Linked DNA regions of Mus musculus: all the other regions are linked to region 5. A link is a contact called in public ChIA-PET and promoter capture Hi-C data. All regions are on one chromosome and are shown on one strand. The core of a region is the stretch at or near the end of the contact, and the rest is flanking DNA. Distances in the headings are between cores, read along the strand shown.

Region 1 (4,100 bases), core at 1,333-3,832, 500 kb before region 5:
GGGTCTGCCAGGGCTGGCCTCCTTCCATGGGATTGCCCTGACTGAAGCAGACAGCCTAGGAGAAAAAGTTGGCCTTCCACACATCTCGCTCTGCTCCCCTGTCCCTCCAGTGTCCCCAACAGCTTCATTCAGTTGATAATTTGGCCCTCAGCTTTGGAGAACCCTGAGGCTGGAGGCTGACAACTTTTTTTACCATGGGATTGCCAAGAAGCCTTGTGAGAATGTCCCAGCCTGCTGCTCTGGTTAGGCTGAGGTTAATACCCTGGTGTTGTGGAAGCTTCCTAAGTGGCTCAGATACATACTAGGGTTGAAAACATGGTTTCTAAGTTTCTACATGAGTCAGAAGCAACCTGAAGAGAAGAAACCGCACAGCTGGGAAAATGGGGAGAGCTTAGTGTGTAAGAACACTTACTACAACAGACAGGAGGACCCAAGGTCAGATATTCAGCACCCATGCTAAAAACACTGGTTTGACCACATGAACACGTGAGTCTGCAAGGTGGGGCAGTGACTACTGCTAGAGCCTGGTGGCCAGAAGCCTGGCAGCAGCTTCAACAAAAGGACCCTGTCTCAAAGGAATAAGAGTGACAGAATATGACCAGATAACTGTCTTCCTGTGTATATGGGTATGCACAAGATACATCTATTACATACACAAATAATAAAAACGAGAGGCCATGCCAACCTGCACATCTCATTCATTCTGGATGGTTCATGAAGCACTGCTAGATGTCCACAGGGGTACTGTGCTCACTGCCCAGGAATCTGGAATGCTCAGCTCCTCGCCACACTATGTCTAAAGACTGCCCAGGGGAAGTTCTCAGTGCTAACAACATACTGGCTGATGGCCTGCCACATGGTTGGAGGCTTCTAAGTATGTCTATGCTCATACACCATGGCCCAGAATGTCCGAGGACATTGTCAGTCCTCCTTAACTCCTTATTGAAGCAGAGTCTTGTGTGTATTGCTTGAGACAGGGACACACCGTGTAGCTTTGGCTGTAGACTAGGCTCGCCTCCAGTGTACTGGAATTAAAGGTGTGTGGGGTTAAGGCAGGGACTTCTTTCTACTAATGTACTTAGTACTTCAAGTTAACTGGCCCATGAGCTTCCAGCTCCATCTCTCCAAAGGAGTACTAGGACTACAGATAGGCACCACTTCCTCTGACTTTTTCCATGGATTCCACAGGTTGGGCTTGGGTTGCTGTGAGGCTTGCATAGCAAGCATCCTTATCACCTATGCCATCTATCTGGCCTAGAGTCGGCAGGGTTTTGGCATATCTACGGAGCCTGCTTTGTGTCTGAGGCTATGCATCCCAGGTGCTGGAGTTGATTGAAGTGGCAGATCCAGACCCCCTGAAAGGCCTCATAGCACCTGGCTGGTAAGCCCTCCATCACAGAAACCTCAGTCCAGATCCTGCTCTCCCTCAGCGTCGGGCTCAAACTTTGTAAAGCTCTTTGCATAGTTCTGGTGAGAAGTTTGTGAGGGACTCTCTAAAGGGTGTGATGGCACCAGGAGCAGTGTGAGTGGACAAGGTAGCCATGGGTCCTGCAGACTGTCACTATGAATGTTCACTAAAGCAGGTAGTCTCTTCTGCCATCAGGATGGACAGGTTAACTGATCTTTTCCCTGGTACAAGAATACACTTTACTGTTTTAAAGATAATATTGCTTAAAGAATTTACTTAACTCAGTTGGCCTATATAATAGATTCAAGAGTACCTTAGGGCCAGCAAGATGGCTCAGCAGATACTGGTGCTTGCTACCATGCCTAAGCAGTTCAATTGCTGAGACCCAGAAGGTGAAGGGAACTGACTCCCAGAGTTGTTCTCTGATCACATGCCATGGTACATGTGCCCATACAGAAACATACACATAAGTGTTTTAAAAATATTAAGAATACCTACTTTAGAAGGGCACGCCTGTGTTCTTGGCACGTGGCATACAGAGGTAAGAGGATTGTCACAAGTTTGTTGCCAGCCTGATTTGTAAATTATTGGTTCAGCCAAGGCTATGGAGTAAGATCCTGTCTCTAAAAGTAAAAAGTTTAGATATGTGCCTCCACTTCAGCTTGCTTATGAGTTTAAATAAATTGGCAGATCGAATGTGCTTATCCAAAAGGGTAGTAATTAGGTTTTATAATTGTTTTGTTGTTCAGATAGTTTTTGTTGGAGAATGAGTGTATTTATAGGAGTGCATGTGTGTGTAGAGAGAGACAGAAGTTGGGGGCTGGGAGTGTCTCCTGCAGACCGACGGGCCTGAAAACTACTTATTACTTAAGCTTAGCCTCTAACTTTGTAGAAGGGTTGAAACTGCTGCGACTGCCTCCACTTCCCAAGTGCTGTACTCACAGGAGTGTGTGCCCACCCACAGTTCAGGGTGATACTTATTCTCCTTTACACACTGCTTTCAGAGAGGCCCAGAGACGCCTCCATTCCCCCATCTCAAATCCTGGAAGGCCCTCTCCATAGCTCCGAAATGGGCAAGGACAGAACACTCAGTTGCAGAAGGGCAATTTTGTCTGGGCCGCCCAGTCAAGGAACCAAGCGCCATATTTGTAGAGGGCAGTAACCGCAGCTTCTTGACGTCATCAGTATGCGCTAGTGGAGGTTTCCTGACAGGTTGGGGAGCATCAGGCCATCTGGGACCGATCGCGGAGGGCCAGGATGGGGGAGGCGGCCGTGGCAGAGGGACCTTGTCCACTGCTGGAGGACAGCTTCACGCGCTTCTCGTCGCAAAGCAACGTGTACGGGCTTGCTGGAGGCGCGGACGGGCGAGGGGAGTTGCTGGCCGCCACTCTTAAAGGCAAGGTGCTCGGCTTCCGCTATCAAGACCTCCGACAGAAAATCCGGCCTGTGGCTAAAGAGCTGCAATTCAACTACATTCCCGGTGCGTGGCGCTGTGGTGCCTGGGGCGGGACTAGAGTCTGGTGTTGAGGATTCTAAGATTGTCACTGTGTTGCGAGGTCAGGGTCAAAACTGATAATCATTAGGGTTCGAGACAGTGGTCATCATGGCCTGAAAGTAGTTAGGGTTCAGGATTCCGCAAACATAAGTTATCAACAGCATAGTAGTCGGTGTTCAGAGGTCATGATGATAGCGGTCAGACGCCTGCATCTGCTGTGGTATGAAGTTAGTGTGGTTAGGCTGCAAGAGTGGAGACCTGCCTAATCAGTGAACTTTGAACTCCCCTCATAGTGGATGCTGAGATCGTCTCCATCGACACTTTCAACAAGTCACCCCCAAAACGGGGCCTGGTTGTGGGCATCACTTTTATAAAGGTACCACAGCACCCTCCACCTGTCCACGCCCTCCTCCTTAGTCACTGTGGATCCCACCAAGTCTCTCTCAAGTGCTCTGAATCTACTCCAAATGCCTGTCACCTCCCCTACCTCCCCTGAGAGAAGTTTCCACCCCCAGGACTCAGGAGACAAGGGCAGTCCGTTTCTTAACATTTACTGTGACTATGAGCCTGGCTCAGAGTACAACCTGGACTCTATTGCAGGTGAGTGGGGCTTAGGGGAGAGCGTAGCTGGGGCTGCCAGGGGCTGCTGGGCTTAACTTGTGTCCTTCTGCAGAGAGCTGCCTGAATTTGGAACTCCAGTTCACACCTTTCCAGCTGTGCCACGCAGAGTGAGTGACCCTGGGCACCCATGCTCTCCTACCCTTTCCTTGCACTCAGAGGCTTTTGCCCTATCTGGAAAACAAAAGGCTTTTCCTCTACTAAGGATTGGAAACAGGTAGTGTTAGGGGCCCAAAAGGTGATGGGAAGTATAGCCGGGAAGTGGGGTTTCACTGAGCTTTAGCAGACTGGAATCCACACACCTGCCATCACCAGTCTGGTTCTCGTGGTGCTTTTCAGAGTGAATGCAGCCAAGATGGTTACATTGTCGCCCCTCAGGTAGATCATTCCAGTGGGTTAATTGAGCACTGGGAACTCAACTTCCAAAATTCTAGATCTCTACTTCCCAGGCCTGGAATTGTTCTGTAGCCCGAGAAGCCCTGAGATTCCCAGATTTAAAAGATGCAATTGAATGCTGAGGATACATTCAGGCAGTAGAATACTTGCCTGGCACACAGAGCTCTGGGTCCCATCCAGAGC
Region 2 (3,534 bases), core at 455-2,954, 410 kb before region 5:
TGCAGCACGGTGCCCTGCTTGGCCTGCGTGTGGAAAATCTGCAGAGGCCAAAGGCAAGCACTGGAACAGGAGGCCCCGACCTGTCCCGCGGAATACCCAGTGCCCTTTCTCCTCCCCTGGGACAAAGTCCTTCTCCTTATTCACCAAGTCCTCCAGATTCCTGCCCAAGCTGGGTGTGACCCTCTGCCTTGCCCTCCTCCAGCCCTGTCCCCTCTGGCTAGTGTGCAGAGCAACCCAAGGACAAAGCCAAGGGTCTTTCTGTCACACTAAGTTCCCTGGAACCCAGGGGGTGCTGAGGAAACACGTTAAAAGAGAAGTCTACCTGGTCTGAGTCCTTGCGGCCACTGTTGAACGCATCGGGCACAGCCAGCTGTGGGTACAGCCCCCGCCCGAGCACCAGCTTGAGCAGGGCCAGTTGGTCTCGGGTCAGGTCCTGGGCTGAGCTGGCAGCTGCCTGCAGCTGCTCCAGGTTGTGCCGAAGCTTGAATTTCACATCCTGCAAAGGCAAGAATGCGTGGTGGCTCTGAGGGATCCCGACCCCTGCTCTAGAAGGTGTTTGTGTCTCCTGTGTCCCATGCCCCTTCATGCCCCTGGCCCCGTACATGGCCGTCCCACCTGGATGTCAACGCTGTCAGCCCTCTGGGAGGTAGAGCCCTCTCGGTCCTCTTCATCGCTGGAGCAGCCATCCTCCTGCAGCCTCAGCACCTTGCGCCTGCGTCCCCCACCCTCCTCATGCTGTCGCTTCAGCTGGTGCAGGGCCCTGCGCTCTCGGCGCTGCTGCAGCCGACTGTAGCTGTCCCCTGGGGCCACTACCTGGGCCCCACTCAGCAATCCATGATCCTCCAACAGCTCCTATGAACAAGAAGGGCTCAGGTGAGTGGGCTCTGGGCTGACACAGCCTCAGGCCCACAGGCTGGTATGTGATAACTTCCTGGTATATTCTCCTCAGTGCAGAGTGAGGGTCACCCCATACCTCCCAAGGCTGTGGAGGCGGGGGGCGGGGAGGTCAGTCCTTGGCCCCAGACTTGAGTTCTGTGCCCTGGGAACAGCTCTTACTCATGAACATCTGGTCAGGCACAGATGGTTCACAGGAGAGTCAATAGCAGCTATTCCCAGAGCTGCCTGCAGGCTCACTTGAGGGCTAGCATGGGGCCCTCAAGGTCCCACAAGATTCTTCTCAAAGCTGGGTTATGCCTGGGAACCTGTCAGGAACACCTAATCTCAAGCCAGACCTGGCCATGCATACCTGTCATCCCGGCACTCAAGAGGCTGAGGCAGGGAAATCATGGGTTTGGGGCTAGCCTGGGCTACTTAATAAGGCCCTGTGAAGAGAAGAGGGACTGGACGTTTCTACTCAGTGATAAAGCACTTACCTAGCATGAACAAGGCCCTGGGTTCAAGGTCAACAAGAGTAGAACCAAAGCTCTGGAAGCTGCAGAAGTGGGCAAGGAATGACTGAGCCCAACACTGAGAGCCTAGCAAGGTTTCTGAGTCCTAACTGGCCCACCTGCCCTCGAGGCCATGGGCTACCCCAGGAACTCCTATTGCCTCCATGCTACAGACCACCACAAAGCTCAGTGTATCTGAGCTTCCTGTAAGTGACAGAGAGAGGCACACAGAACTGAAGCCACACAACAGTGGAGCGCACAGCTCTGTCCTCACTCACCTCCAGTGACCACAGTGACACGCTGCCCACACAGCCTGCCACGTGAACATAGGCGGCAGCTGGAGAGCTATTGTATCTGCCCATTGGGACTGAAGAGTGTCATTACTTTCATCTTCCAGGGGAAATTTCCAGGGGAAGCTAAGGCCCAAGGGTTGTGGTGGAGGGCGGGGCCTCAGGGGAAACCACACTGTGAGAACGAGCCGAGCCACGTTGGGCTGCAGACACATTGGCTGTCCTGTCACCTTGAATGCCCCCCCCCCCCGCCCCCAACACTCACCCTGAGCTGCAGGTCAGCAGCCTGGGGCCAAGGTGAGCCTCTCCCCTAGGATGCCATACAGCCAGTGACCCGTGTGCCTTCCCCAAGAACACTCTCCAAGGTCCACGCTTTTGCCACCTTGCCAAGGCTGCCCCAGTCCTGCTCCCCTTGTGGGACGGTGATGTGGTGGGGACCCAGTCACCCAGAAGGGTCTGGTCCTCACCTTGAACTGGCGCCGCAGGTTGGCCATCTCATACAGCCGGTGCTCCTCCACACCCCGGCGGCGGCACCACTTTCGAGAGTTTCCGCTCCGCTCAGACTTCACCTGGTTGAGGGGCAGACACCTCAGAGTGAGGACCTGGCCAGCTGTGGGAGCAAGCCCCAGCACGGGAGCCTCTGAAGCAGGGCGGGCTGGGGGCCGCTCTAAGGGACCCTCCTATCCTTTTTCCAGGACTCAGCCCCAGAGCTCATGCACCCCGACAGGAGCACCCAGACAGCATGCTGGGTTAGGTGTCCTGGGTCCTCCCCCTGAACTGCCACTGATGAGGGCTCAGGAATGGTAGACTGGGTATATAATGTCCCCCAGGAAGGTTGGCCTTTCTCTAGATAGCACTGGGTTCTGTCGGATACCCTGTGGATCCTGGGCTGGGCACTGGCTGCCACACCCCCACCCCCACCCCCACCCTGGGCACCAGAGCATGAATGGCAGGGACAGAGATTCCTTGGGTAGACTCAGGGCTCAGAAACATGAAGCAGCACAGCTGGAGGGTCCTCCAGTGGGGTTGAATGACAAAGGCACCCAGCCCAGCCTCACCTGCACCCAGGCATTGAAGACATTGAAGAGTGTGAAGGGGTCACCCTGGTCACTTTCCAGCGGTCTCCGGGCAGTGGCACAGTCCAGGTTGCTCTGGGCACTGCGGGTGAATGGTGACTGGACGCTGAGGGCAGCAGCAATGGTGAGCACAGGCTCTGCCAGGCTGAACATGGAGCCGAGGATCAGCATCTTCCCTGTGGACAGCAGGGGCAGCTAAGCCTCGGGAAAGTCAGCTCTCTGCTCTGGGGCACTCAAGGGCCCTGCTCTCACCTCCTTCTCCACTGCTCACAAAGAGCCTTAGGAACCAAACAGGCCGATGCAAACCTACAAGCTGAGATTTGTGGTCCCAGAACCTTAAGGAAGAGCCTCTGTTTCCCCATCTCTCCACTAGAGATCATGACCGGAGTTCCTTCCTTCAGCTCATAGGGCCCATTTTAATGCTGGCCAAAAATTTGAGCTACCCCTGACCTCCACCAGCCTCCCTTGGCTTGATTTCCTTGGCTCCCAGTGGCCACAGCTCTCCTCCCCTAGTAAGACTTGCACACAGCCTGCCCTGGTTTGTCTTGGTGCTGACTGTGCTTATAGCAGAATAAAACTGGCCACAGCCTTCATTTAGTTTGACGAGGAGGAGGAGGAGGAGGGTGGGGAGGAAGAGGAGGAAGAGGAGGAAGAAGAGGAGGAGGAAGAGGAAGAGGAGGAGGGAGAGGAAGAGGAGGAGGAGGAAGAGGAAGAGGAGGAGGGGGGGAGGAGGGAGGCAAGAGTAGGAAAAAAGGGGGAAATGGATGGCTGAAAGGTGAT
Region 3 (3,913 bases), core at 348-2,847, 280 kb before region 5:
GGCTCCCTGGCTCCAGCCTCCTGAACAGCTGCAACTGAAGGTGCTGGCTCAACTTGAGTTTTTTGGTTTTGGCCCTTTTTTTTTTTTTGAGACAGGGTTTCTCTGTGTAGCCCTGGCTGTCCTGGAACTCACTTTGTAGACCAGGCTGCCCTCAAACTCAGAAATCCGCCTGCCTCTGCCTCCCAAGTGTTGGGATTCATGCGCCACCACTGCTGGGCTCAACTTGAGTTTTAATATGAGGTCTGCTATGGCTGCTGTTTTCACTCTTCCCTCTACCACCATGGACAGAAACTCATGGGCCACAGGGATGGCTGAAGCCTATAAAGCCTGCCAGACAGTGAGCGACTAGAAGGATACAAAGGAGGGAGGGAGGAGGAAAACCTGATCTGCGGGACTTTCACACTCTCCCTCGAACTGCTCCCAAGTACTTTTAATAGGTGCTCAGAGCGAGGGCCTCAGATGCAGGCCTTCCTGCCAGCTGGCTGTAGTGTGCTAAGCAGAGGGAGTGGAGGGATGAAGGGACAGGGCAGAGGGTGAACATGGGGCAAAAGGTAAAGTGATTCTCAAGCAAGTTGGGGTACGAGATTCCAAACACACCCAGCAACCAAGAATGTAGAGTGCTCTGGCTGTCTGGGGTAAACAGAAACAAGATGCTGAGCAACAGCTGTACCCAGCAGGCAGGAAGGAGGGGGCAGCATTAAGACAGGGATGTGTAGAGAAGCCACCATCAACAATGGTTCCAGGCCACCTGCCCCAGCCTCCACTCTCCAACCTCACCTCCCCCCAGGGCAAACAGTGCCATGCGAGTCTCTGGAGTGGTGCTATTAGGGCAACATCTGCAGAGCCTCTAGGTTCTCCTGTTTCTCCAGCCCTTGCTGTCTAGAGTGTAGAAGTGGGGAGACTTGGGCAAATGAGTTTAGACCAGAGAGCAAATCAGCAAAGGAGACAAAAAGATGGTAAAGCTACAGGATTCAAGGAGACCCCAAGTCAAAGCAGCAAGAACCAGTATCTCCACACACTGCCCTCCTCAGTCTGAACGTGAAGAGACGTGGAAGTCAGCCAGCCAGCCATGTCTCTGTCCACAAGAGACATGACTACAGACACTTCTGCAGAAGAGCTGTCGTGTGGCTCATGTTTGCATTCCCAGCACTCAGGAGGCCAAGAGTCAGCCTGAGTTGTCGAATAAGATCCTATCTCAAAAGACAAAAACAAAACAAAACAAAACAAAAACCAAACAAAATTAAAGTTTCTGAATTTAGGAGCCTTGGGCATGCTAAACAAACACTAGCACTGAGCTACACCCTAGCCCTGCATAAGACAAACTTAAGAAAGTTGGGCAAATATTTAAGTCTCCAAAGGAAATAAAATCTACTTCAAAGTTTGCCATAGTTTTAGCAAACCAGGGGACGGGGCGGGGAAGGAAAAAAAAAGTTTTAGTAAACCAAATATTCTAGAAGAGTTACATAGTTCCTAGACCTAGTCTTCTTTTAAGTCGTTAACTGTCATAACAGGAGGTCACAGGTCACTGTAGAGCCACTCATGTGGCTGCTGGTAGATCACGCGTCCTATAGACACTGAACTTAACCCTCCTCTACACATACTCACAGCATGCAGAATAAACAGGGTGCCCTGACACCACTCTGACGGATGTCGGTTAGGGTCATAGCTGTTGGATCTCTTTTCTATGTTTTCCTCTTAGATGGAAACCTGCTCACACGACTGGTAGAGCAGACAAAGTGGCAACTATAGGCAGCATCCAAGACCACTAGCTGGCTGGCCCATGATGGCCTGAGTACAGGGCCAGGGCATGCAAGGTTGAGGGGCTAGAGAGCAAGCAGGTCTGCCACCCCTTGGCTCTGTGAGTGTGCGGGCAGGGCCTTGAGGTCAGCCGTCAGCTCCACATGATGACTTTACCTTCACAATTTCCTGTGCCAAGATCCCTCCAACCACAGCACATACTGGGGCCATCTCAGAGAAGCAGTACCTAGAAGACAAACAAGAAAAACATAGCACCAGGGCACAGGAAGGTAGAGGGGTGGGGACCAGCCAGGGGCTGTCCTGGATAAAAGTCCTAGTCAGAGCCCAGTGCTAGAGCTGGTATCCAGGCGTGAAAATTAAATTTGACCCCAGGGGCTCTTAAGTGGGTGGGGAAGACCTTTAACTTTGCAAAGCATGAATTCCTTCACATGATTCTTTTTCTTTTTTTTAAGTTCAAGGAAACACTATATCTGTGCTTCCTAAAAATAAGGTCCTACAAACACCAGATGTGTGAGTGGCCCCAGCACATTCTCGCAATTCTCCTCTCGGCACACGGGCAGTGGGTTCTTCTGTATGCTATTCCCAGAACCATGGGCGAGCAGGCTGTGTTACGTGCTAGAATAAATAAAGTAAACATGGGTACAGCACAAAGTCTGCACGACCCTCATCGGCTAGAGTGCTCAGAGGAAAATCTCAGGAGAGCCCAACTGGCCTCCTCCAATCACCCTCCTGGGGTCCAAAACACAGAAGGAGCACTTTAGAGGAGCAAAGTGGGACATCAGGCCGCCATGATCCTCTCACACAGGCACATATGCCTTTTAGACATCTTTATTATTTTTTATTAATTAATTTTTTTACACTCCATATTTTATCCTCCCACCCCGATCCATCCTTGTCTTCTAGACATTTTTAAAGGTGTGTCACCTATACACATAATAACATAAACCCAATTACCAACATCTATTTTTTGATCTGGTAAACCAATGGTTGCTGTTTAAACTGTTTTTGTGGAACCACACATCAACCATCCATCTTGGTACTGAGCTTCGAATGTCTCTTAAAATGACACGTGTATGTCAATGCTAAAATACACTGCAGACAGGACTGCTGCATTTTAGACATGGCACATAGAACATAACAAAGTAAACCCCAATGACCAGGTGTGGTATCACTGTTCCTTCTATCACAAAACCAAAGAGAAAATAGAGTATGCAGTTCAAGCTGGTGCTGTCCTGAGTCCTCCTCCTTCAGCCTCTGGAGGGCTAGAGATACAAAGTGAGGACCATTCCCACTGCTAGCTTGTGTTGCTTGTTTTGTGTTTTGCCGGGGGAACTTAAGGTGCTCTACCACCCTGTCACATTTTATTGGCCCTCTTTTTACTTTTTGAGACAGGATCTCACTAAGGTGTTCAACTTGACCTTATAATCTTTCTGCCTTTACCTCCTGAGCAGCTTACATCACAGGATGCACTGCCACATCCAGCTATTTAACCAAACCAACCAACCAAACAACCAACCAACCAAAAGCTACTCACACACCCACATCCTACATGTTAACATTCCATAGTACTTTGGTTTTTTTTTGCCTCCTTAAAAAGTTTGAGGCTAGCCAGGCGTGGTGGCGCACGCCTTTAATCCCAGCACTCGGGAGGCAGAGGCAGGCGGATTTCTGAGTTTGCAGCCCACCTGGTCCACCAGGACAGCCAGGGCTGCACGAGGAGTAAACATTCAGACCCGAGTTTCATCCCGAGCACCCACATGAAAGCTAGGCATGCTGGAGAGAAGATGACATGCAGCGTTTCCTGACCAGCTAGTCTAGCCGATCAGCAAGACACACAGTCAGTTAGAGACGCTGTTTTAGAAACGACAGAGGAAGGCCAACCAACTCAACCTCTGCTCTCTCCACCCATGTGAAACCACACGTACGGGCATCCACAATCAACACACAAACATGTCAGCTGCAGCTGCGGCTCAGTGGTATAGCACATATTTAGTGTGTCTGAGTGTAGTAGGTTGGTTTGATGCTGCTTGTATTCTAATGTTAAACACTGGCTCTCAAAACATGGTTGCCTGCAATGTTAGAATCTCATGCATACCAAGTGATGCTAAGGAACCCTTGCTCCCCCATTTAACTGGTCAATAAAAGGCTAGAGTCT
Region 4 (3,841 bases), core at 513-3,012, 380 kb after region 5:
TCATGATCTGCCTCCAAGGTTTTTCTGGGTTAAATAAAATCACAAATGTTTATCTTACTTTAATTTTTTTTTTTTATGATTGTGTGTGTGCGCTCACGCACGCGCGCTCTCGCTTGCGTAACCTTTGCAGGCATGCTTCTTGTGAAGGTTAGAAGGTATCAGATCCCCATCAACTGGAGTTCTGGGTGACTGTAAGCCACTACGTGGGTGCTGGGAACCGAATCCTCTATAAGAGCAGCAAGCGCTCTTAATCACAGAGACACCTCTCCAGCCCCTGGGTCTCTTGTAGCTCAGGCTGGTGTGAGCTCTCTGAAGTTGCGAGTGACCTTACCCTCCTCATCCCCCTGCCTTCAATTACTGCGATCACAAGTGTGCATCCCATGCCTGATATATGTTCTTATATTGATATTAAAGTCACTTCCTTACCTGGCCGTTGTTGTTGTTGCTTAAGCCTGATAATAGTGGCCTACGTAAAGCCTAGTAGACAGAGGCTGAGGCAGGAGGATCCCTGAAAGTTTGAGGCCACGTGGGATACATAAACTAAGAACTGAGGGTACAACATCTCTGTGATCTTAAAGGTTTTTTTATTTTTAAGAAAATTTTTTATTTAAAAAATATATTTATTTTATGTGCTTTGGTGTTTTGATGTATATCAGTGGGGGGGGGGTGTTAAATCCCCTAGAGGTGGGGTTACAGACATTTATGAGCATTATGTGGGTGCTGGGAATTGAACCCAGGTCCTCTGAAAGAGCAGCCTGTGCTTTTAACCATGGAGCCATTTCTCCAACTCCAAGAAAATATTTTACTTTAAAAACGTGTTTATCGGGCTGGGCATGGTGGCGCACGCCTTTAATCCCAGCACTTGGGAGGCAGAGGCAGGTGGATCTCTGAGTTCGAGGCCAGCCTGGTCTACAAAGTGAGTTCTAGGACAGCCAAGGCTACACAGAGAAACCCTGTCTCGAAAAACAAACAAACAAACAAACAAACAAACAAAACCCGTGTTTATCGTGTGTGAATTAATATATGTACAATCTGTGTATAGGGGTGCACATGTGGAGATTGAACAATAACTTTGTAGAATTGGTTTTATGTGGGTTCTGGGATTGAATTCAGGCTTTGGGGAAATGTTTTTACCCATTGGGTTATCTTGTGTGCCCCTTTTTGTGTGCATGAATGTCTTCTCTCTCTCTCTCTCTGTGTGTGTGTGTGTGTGTGTGTGTGTGTGTGTGTGTGTGTGTGTGTGTGTACCACGTATATGCAGTGCTCACAGAGATCAGAAGAGGGTATTGGATCCCCTGGAACTGGAAATAAACAGGGTTTTGAGCCATCGTATTGGTTCTGGGAGTCAAACCCAGGTCTTACATAAAGGTAGCCCATGCTCCTAACCATTGAGCCACCTCTAGTCCCATCCCCTTAATTTTAAACGCACGTTCATAATTGCAATAGCCTTCAAAGGATTTGAGCCATCAGCACTCGCACCTTTTGGGCTTGCACGTCTAGGATGGCAGGTTGGGGGACCCGTTGCCTTTTGGGAAGGATGATGACGTGGGTTTTGGCTGCAGCTAAGGGAAGCCCTGGCCCCATTGAGGCTCTGGGGGGCAGCCACACCTCTGTGGGGGAGGAGAGGGAGGCTGCCCTGAAGGGGAGTGGACAGCCCCGCTGCCAGTCTTCCCAGGCTTAGAGTGTAAGATGAGAAGGAGAAGGTGGGCCTCACCCAGGAGGGGAGGGCGCCCAGAAACTTCCTGCGGCTCTCAGCTCCACCACAGACTGAGCGCAAGGTCAGTTTGGAGCGGGTGGCAGACTGCCTGGGGGCGGGAGACCCTCCTCGGGGCTGGGCGGAGGCCTTTAAGCACCTCGCCATATTGAAAGGCCACGCTGAGCCGTCTTTGTCTGCAGAGTCCTCCCAAGAACTTTCAGCTATATCCTGGTGTCTGGGGCAAGGGAGAAGCGATCGGAGCTCGTGGGACCCCAACTTGGAGCCGGGACACTGGCGATTCCAGTTTGGACTGAACTTTGAGCCTCGGGAATGAGCGTGCTTCAGTTCATGTAAGCATCCTGGAAAACTGCTTGCTACAACTCCGAGGGGGTTGGGGAAGCCAACTTGGACTTGTTTCCTGAAGAGAAAATTGTAGGGAGGAGACACTCTGTGCGAGCAGAGTTGCTAGGACTGTCCACCGCCCCCTCCCCAAGACTAGCAGCCAAGTGTCTGGGCTTTTTGCCCCCACTCGAGCGTCCACGCTGGAGATCTTAAAGACTCTCGAAAAAAGCCACGTAGGGGGATGGTTCCCCTGGGGCTTCCTTCCGTCTCCCGATTGCCTGATCCTCTGGAGTGTCCCCGACGTCTGCAAAGATGTCGATCTGGACGTGTTAGTGGAGGCCTTAAGGCCTGTGGGCACCTTTAAGAAAATCGGAAAGGTGTTCCGCAAAGAAGAGGACTCCACGGTGGGGATGCTGCAGATTGGGGAGGATGTTGACTATCTGCTCATCCCCCGGGAGGTCCGCCTGGCTGGGGGCGTGTGGAGAGTCATCTCCAAGCCTGCAACGAAGGAAGCTGAGTTTCGGGAGCGGCTAATCCAGTTTTTGCAGGAGGAGGGCCGCACCCTGGAAGATGTGGCCCGTATCATCGAAAAGAGCACTCCACACCCACCCCAACCCCGCAAAAGAACCAAGGAGCTGAGAGTGAGGAGAGTCCCGCAGATGGTCACTCCTCCACTTCGGCTGGTTGTAGGTACCTATGACAGCAGCAATGGCAGCGACAGTGAGTTGAGTGACTTCGATACCTCCAAAGTCAAAGGCAACAGGAGCTCCTCCGGGAGGACCAGGAAGGTGCGCAAAATGCCGGTCAGTTACTTGGGCAGCAAATTCCTGGGCAGCGATGTGGAGAGTGAGGATGATCAGGAGCTGGTGGAGGCCTTCCTCCGCCGTGGGGAGAAGCCCAGCGCGCCTCCTCCACGACGCCGAGTCAATCTTCCAGTGCCCATGTTTGAGAACAACCTGGGGCCCCAGCCATCCAAGGCCGACAGATGGAGGGAGTATGTTAGCCAGGTGTCCTGGGGGAAGCTGAAACAGAGGGTGAAGGGCTGGGCACCCAGATCAGGCTCCGAGGTGGGCCAGACCCAGCAGGCCTCCACAGCAGCTGAGAGGGCTGGAGAAATGAGACACAGCCAAGCCAGCTCGGACGATGATAGCTCCAGAAACACAGGAGACCGGAGTGACCAGATGCTGGGTACTAGACGCTGGAAGCCCAAGATCAAGTGGGTTTCCCTGAGACGATGCAGGAAGGAGCAGGTGCCACCCTTCGCTCAGGGAACAGGCATGCCAGCTGAGGAGCACCCAGAGGCTGCAGAGAACCAGGGGGCAGAGGCTGCAGCTAACCAGAGGGCAGAGCCTCTAGCTAGTCCAAGGGCAGAGGCTGCAGCTAGTCCAAGGGCAGAGACTGCAGCTGATCCAAGAGTAGAGGCTGTTGCTAGTCCAAGAGCAGAGGCTGCAGCTAGTCCAAGGGCAGAGGCTGTAGCTGATCCAAGAGCAGAGGCTGCAGCTAGTCCAAGGGCAGAGGCTGCAGCTAGTCCAAGGACTGAGGCTGCAGCTAGTCTCAGGGCAGAGGCTGTTGCTAGTCCCAGGGCAGAGGCTGCAGCTAGTCCAAGGGCAGAGGCTGCAGCTGATCCAAGAGCAGAGGCTGCAGCTAGTCCAATAGCAGAGGCTGCTGCTAACCAGAAGGCAGAGCTTGTAGATAGTCCAAGGGCAGAGACTGCAGCTGATCCAAGAGCAGAGGCTGCAGCTAGTCCAAGGGCAGAGGCTGTAGCTGATCCAAGAGTAGAGGCTGCAGCTAGTCCAATAGCAG
Region 5 (4,065 bases), core at 676-3,175:
GACGATTCAAAACTATGTAGACAAATGGACAGCTCCAAAAGAGAGGAAAGAGCACCAAATAAAGAGAATGAAGGGGAAAAGCCGGTAGAAGAAAAGGGCAGAATGGGCAGCGTGTGAAGGATCAGGGTCAGAGTCATCTAAAGTGCAGAGAAACACCAGGAGCAAGGAAGACATAGGCAGCAAGTCCTAGGTGTAGATGAACTTACTGGTGATGGGTTTGTGGGGAGAGAGAGCAAATGAATGAAGCAGAGCAGAGGGGCATTGAAATAAAGGTGGGAAAGAGAGGAAACTCAACGAGAATAGAGGTGCAGAGAGAGTACAACTGAGTAGTCAGGGTTAGGGCAGAGGTCTGCTAAAGGAAATGGCAAAAATGAGACACCCTAAGGGACAGAAAAGGGGGTAAAAAGAAGAGGGCAAAAAGCCAGGCACCACAGGGGAGTGCATGCAAGATCAGAGCGCCTGCACAGGGGCAGAGTTGGCAGGCAGAAGGGTCTGGAAAAGAGGACAGGGTCTGAATGGCAAAATGGGAGCAAGCACTGAGAAGGGAAGGAAGCGAGCAAGGCGCATCAGAATCTGAGAACCGTAGGAGAAGGAGCTTAGGGACATCCTAGGAGGTGCAGAAGGTTCAGTGTTGCGACCCGGCAAAATATGGGGCAGTTGGGCCCAAATACAAGGAGGAATTATGTCCAAAGCCAAGACCGGGAGGGCAGTAGAGCAGTGCCTGTATCAACAGACCAATACGGATCTCCACGGAGGTGGAACCGCAGGTCCTAAAGGGACAGCTCCTGGGGATGCAAGATGTTCTACCGCAGGGATAATAACAGTAAATAGGCCAAAGAAGGAGAATGGGGATTTCCTCCCAAAAGTGATGCTAGCAGAAAACAGGTAAGGTAGAAGGGCCACGGATATTCAAAGTGAGCGTCAGAGGGGATACTGAGGGGTCAATGAGGAGGTAGACTGTCCCAGGAGCACAGCCGACTCCAGGAGGTGGCGAAGTAGGTATGACTGGGGGTCGGGGTGGGGGAGGAAGTGGGAAAGAAGACGGCTCAGAATTGGGAGTCGGGTATCTCGAGTGGAGGCTGAGAGACACCGAGATCCTTCACCGGGTTTGGTGGGGCGTGTGTGGAGGCAGACGCCGGGATTGCAGGGCTGCGGGGACACTAGCGAATAGGAAGGGCAAGGCGGGCCGCGCGGGCCGGGCCCGGGCATGCAGCGGCCGGGACGCGGGGACCGCGGGGCGCTGGGGGGGGCGCTCCCACCCCTCCCCCTCCGGCTCCTCCATTGTTCGCGGGCTCCGGGCCCCGCGGTCCCCGCCTTTCCCCCCACCCTTGGATCCCGCAGCGGGGCGGCGCCCGGCGCCTCGCCCGTCCCCACATTCCCCTCCGCCAGCTACGAGACACTTACCAGTCTCGGGGGCGCACTCAGCGCGGCCCCGGCCTCCGCGATCCCAGCCGCAGCGACGGCGGGCCCGGCGCCATGTTCCCCTAGCGACTCGTTCCTGAGGCGGCTGAGGCGGCGGTGGCGGCTCCGGCGGCGGGGGGCCGGGCGGACCCTCCCTCGCGGGCTCCCTCCTCCGCCTCCTCCACCTCCTCCTCCCGCCGCGCCGCGGCTCTCCCTCGGGGCGGGGGGCGGGGAGGGGAAGGGGGGAGGGGCGGGAACCAGGGGGAGGGCGGACCAGCCTCGCTCGCTCGCTCGTTCCCTCCCTCCCGCGCAATGGCGGCGGCGGCGGCGGCGGCGGCAGCGGCGTTGTCGCCTCCTTCCTGCGGCCGCCGCGGCCGTGCGCGTACTGGAGACCCTCTCGCAAGTGCGCGTGCGTTTCTGAGGGGCGAGAGATGCTGGGGCTGGGGTTGGGAAGTGGATAACGGCCCTGTGGGCCGAGCGCACCGCGAGGACCGTAGGCCGGGAGGACAGGCACGCGCGGACACCGAGGGCGCGAGTGCGCGTGCGCGCCTGAGGAAAACGCCGCTACCTCAGCGGCTGCGGCGCCAGATTTACACAGCGCGAGGACGGACACCCGCGAACTGGCACAGGAGGGCGCGGGGTGGGCTGAGTGCGCGTGCGCAGAGACGGCTGCAGCCTGCGAAGCCACCGAAGGGAGGGAGGAGCCCGCAAGGGGGGCGCGCACGGCGTCGCGCGTTCCAGGCTGCAGTACCCGCCGCCCCTCCCCACACCGCGCCGGCTCCAAGAGAAAGCCATCTCTGAGAGGCTTGGCCCGGCTCGTGAGGGCGGGGACTTAGGGCTCCATCCCGCTCGCGCGGGACCTCACTAACCAATGGAAGGCAGAGGGAGGTGGGTTCGCCTCCTGGAGCCGCAGCTTCGGGATAACGGAGGGGGTTGGGGGGACAGACGTAACGTGGGGTGGCGAGGCGGGGCTGTGAAGGAGGGAGCGTACCCAGCGAGTGAACCAATTGGGCGAGGGAAGGGGGCGTGGTCCTTCACAGCCCAACCCAGGCTCGCCGTTGGCCAGCCCAAAAGAGTGGGCGGGGACAGGGGGCACGTGCTCTTTCCCGGGCGCTGAAGAAAAACCTGTGGGCCAGGCGCGTTGATACAAGTTACTGGTGATTTCTCCCAGTGCTTGGTCTCGGGCAGAGGAAGGACAGGCCCTGCATTGCAGCCCTAGTCTCCCAAGTCAGCATCGGGCAAATGACAGCAAACCACATGTCACTTTGGGTGCTTGCAGGGGGAATGGTGATGTAAGAGGGCTCCCCTCTAACTCTGTATTCCTCTGGGAGCCCTCCGGAAGGATGGATTGTGAAAGACAGGCTTTCCCGGCGCCTCACAGAGTGTGGAATGCCTGAAGGAAGCACGTGTTTCCGATCCAGCCTTGCACTTCTTTCCAGGCTTTTCATCTGTAAAGTGGGATAACAATACTGAACTCCAAAGGGTCGCTTGGAGAATCGAATGAGGTATAATAGGCCCTATGGCCACGATTCATGGTGGGAATCCTCGAACTACTAGAACCCAGTAAAATATGGGCGATCTCCCTTATACATTAATATCTATAATAGCTGATGGATTACTCTTAGCAGAGGATTACCCACAACAATAGAAAAACGATGAATATATATTACGCTGTAATAAGAGAAATGTGGATGTGACCCTCCTAGCCACCGGTAACTGAAACATCAGAAAGCAACAGGGGAGTTAAGAGGGAACTACTGTGTCTCTAAATGAGGGTGGGGTGTAAAGGAGTGACCTACACGTATTGAGTACGCAGTAAGCATTGCTAAATAAAATTACATGGGCTCGACCAAATCCAGCAGCCAGAACTTCATGAAGTCAAAAAGGTCATGCTGTGGGTGATATTCCTGGAGTCTGCTTTAAGGTGGTTAAGGCAGCCAGTATGTATGTCTCTTTTGGCTCTCTACAAAGGCAAGAAGGAAAAATCAATATCATAAAATTTTACAGTGGAAACACAGTAATGAATTTTCATATTCTGAAAAAAAAGTTTACATGTGCTCAAATTTTAAAACACCCCAACAAATGAAGCCTCTCATTAAAGTTTGTTAGGAGGGCAGGTTCTTGTGGTGTGGGCTGAAGAGATCAACAGTTAAAAGTGGGTTCCTCTCCCATCTATAAAGATCATTACTTGGGGCTGAGGACAGAAGTCATTGGTAGAATGCTTGCATAAATACACAAGGCATTCGGTTCCATCCTAAGCACAGAGTGTCTGGAGTAAACTAAAGTTAATTTTGTTTTCTGTTTTTTGAGACAGGGTTTCTCTGTGTAGCCCTGGCTGTCCTGGAACTTGCTTTGTAGGCCAGGCTGGGCTTGAACTCAGAGAGATCTGCCTCTCCCTTCCAAGTGTTGGGATTAAAGGCATTTGCCACCATGCCTGGCTAAAGATAATTTCCATTAACATTTTTCTCACTAGCTATCCTGGCTGCCCTGGAATTTACTATGTAGCTTAGATTGGAATTGAATGTGTGACTGTGTCTGCCTCTGCTTCCTGAGTGTTGGAAAAGAATGATGTTGGAGTTGCACAAAAGAACACAAGAACAAAGCAAAAATAACTCAACCAGACAGTTTATCATTATTACTATTATTATTGGTTTGCAAACTCAG

Evidence for each region. ChIA-PET counts read pairs in DNA pulled down with a chosen protein or histone mark. Capture Hi-C pulls out chosen DNA fragments and counts their contacts.
Region 1: a contact with region 5 is called in a promoter capture Hi-C map of liver. The contact joins the promoter of Kptn here to the promoter of Arhgap35 in region 5. A contact is called at or near these places in 1 of 39 promoter capture datasets (cranial neural crest), 1 of 484 Hi-C or Micro-C datasets (CD8 T cells) and 3 of 9 other capture datasets (adipose tissue, liver and macrophages).
Region 2: an RNA polymerase II ChIA-PET map of memory CD8 T cells shows a contact between it and region 5, with 17 read pairs. The contact joins the enhancer-like site here to the promoter of Arhgap35 in region 5. A contact is called at or near these places in 1 of 39 promoter capture datasets (pre-B cells), 5 of 484 Hi-C or Micro-C datasets (the G1E-ER4 cell line, cortical neurons, olfactory sensory neurons and 1 more) and 3 of 115 datasets of contacts at active chromatin or transcription factors (embryonic stem cells, memory CD8 T cells and microglia).
Region 3: an RNA polymerase II ChIA-PET map of memory CD8 T cells shows a contact between it and region 5, with 13 read pairs. The contact joins the enhancer-like site here to the promoter of Arhgap35 in region 5. A contact is called at or near these places in 2 of 39 promoter capture datasets (neural stem cells and pre-B cells), 1 of 15 datasets of contacts at CTCF or cohesin (large pre-B cells), 1 of 484 Hi-C or Micro-C datasets (the AML12 cell line), 4 of 115 datasets of contacts at active chromatin or transcription factors (embryonic stem cells, memory CD8 T cells, microglia and 1 more) and 1 of 9 other capture datasets (adipose tissue).
Region 4: a contact with region 5 is called in a promoter capture Hi-C map of adipose tissue. The contact joins the promoter of Ccdc8 here to the promoter of Arhgap35 in region 5. A contact is called at or near these places in 1 of 15 datasets of contacts at CTCF or cohesin (embryonic stem cells), 6 of 484 Hi-C or Micro-C datasets (CD4 T cells, embryonic stem cells, large pre-B cells and 1 more), 3 of 115 datasets of contacts at active chromatin or transcription factors (bone marrow-derived macrophages, differentiating embryonic stem cells and memory CD8 T cells) and 1 of 9 other capture datasets (adipose tissue).

The regions. Positions count from the first base shown.
Region 1 is chr7:16,117,294-16,121,393 of GRCm38.p6, forward strand. It overlaps Kptn (kaptin), which reads left to right and starts at 2,583. Exons shown (of 12, transcript NM_133727.2): 1 at 2,583-2,888; 2 at 3,197-3,279; 3 at 3,419-3,503; 4 at 3,577-3,631. The coding sequence starts at 2,666. Napa (N-ethylmaleimide sensitive fusion protein attachment protein alpha) reads left to right here. Exons shown (of 11, transcript NM_025898.4): 11 at 1-689.
Region 2 is chr7:16,203,252-16,206,785 of GRCm38.p6, forward strand. It overlaps Dhx34 (DEAH (Asp-Glu-Ala-His) box polypeptide 34), which reads right to left. Exons shown (of 17, transcript NM_027883.3): 8 at 2,737-2,930; 9 at 2,146-2,247; 10 at 616-852; 11 at 323-496; 12 at 1-38. Among named protein-coding and RNA genes, the nearest start is that of Dhx34, 17 kb to the right of the region's middle. Within about 2 kb of position 1,705, at least 25 of the 459 cell types and tissues checked have an H3K27ac peak or open chromatin away from gene starts, as enhancers often do. A contact at or near this core is called in memory CD8 T cells, where this site is marked.
Region 3 is chr7:16,328,699-16,332,611 of GRCm38.p6, forward strand. Sae1 (SUMO1 activating enzyme subunit 1) reads right to left here. Exons shown (of 9, transcript NM_019748.3): 8 at 1,915-1,984. Among named protein-coding and RNA genes, the nearest start is that of Bbc3, 21 kb to the left of the region's middle. Within about 2 kb of position 1,598, at least 16 of the 459 cell types and tissues checked have an H3K27ac peak or open chromatin away from gene starts, as enhancers often do. A contact at or near this core is called in memory CD8 T cells, where this site is marked.
Region 4 is chr7:16,992,140-16,995,980 of GRCm38.p6, forward strand. It overlaps Ccdc8 (coiled-coil domain containing 8), which reads left to right and starts at 1,763. Exons shown (of 1, transcript NM_001101535.2): 1 at 1,763-3,841. The coding sequence starts at 2,449.
Region 5 is chr7:16,613,068-16,617,132 of GRCm38.p6, forward strand. It overlaps Arhgap35 (Rho GTPase activating protein 35), which reads right to left and starts at 1,926. Exons shown (of 7, transcript NM_172739.4): 1 at 1,405-1,926. Gm29443 (predicted gene 29443) reads left to right here and starts at 757. Exons shown (of 3, transcript NR_136928.1): 1 at 757-885.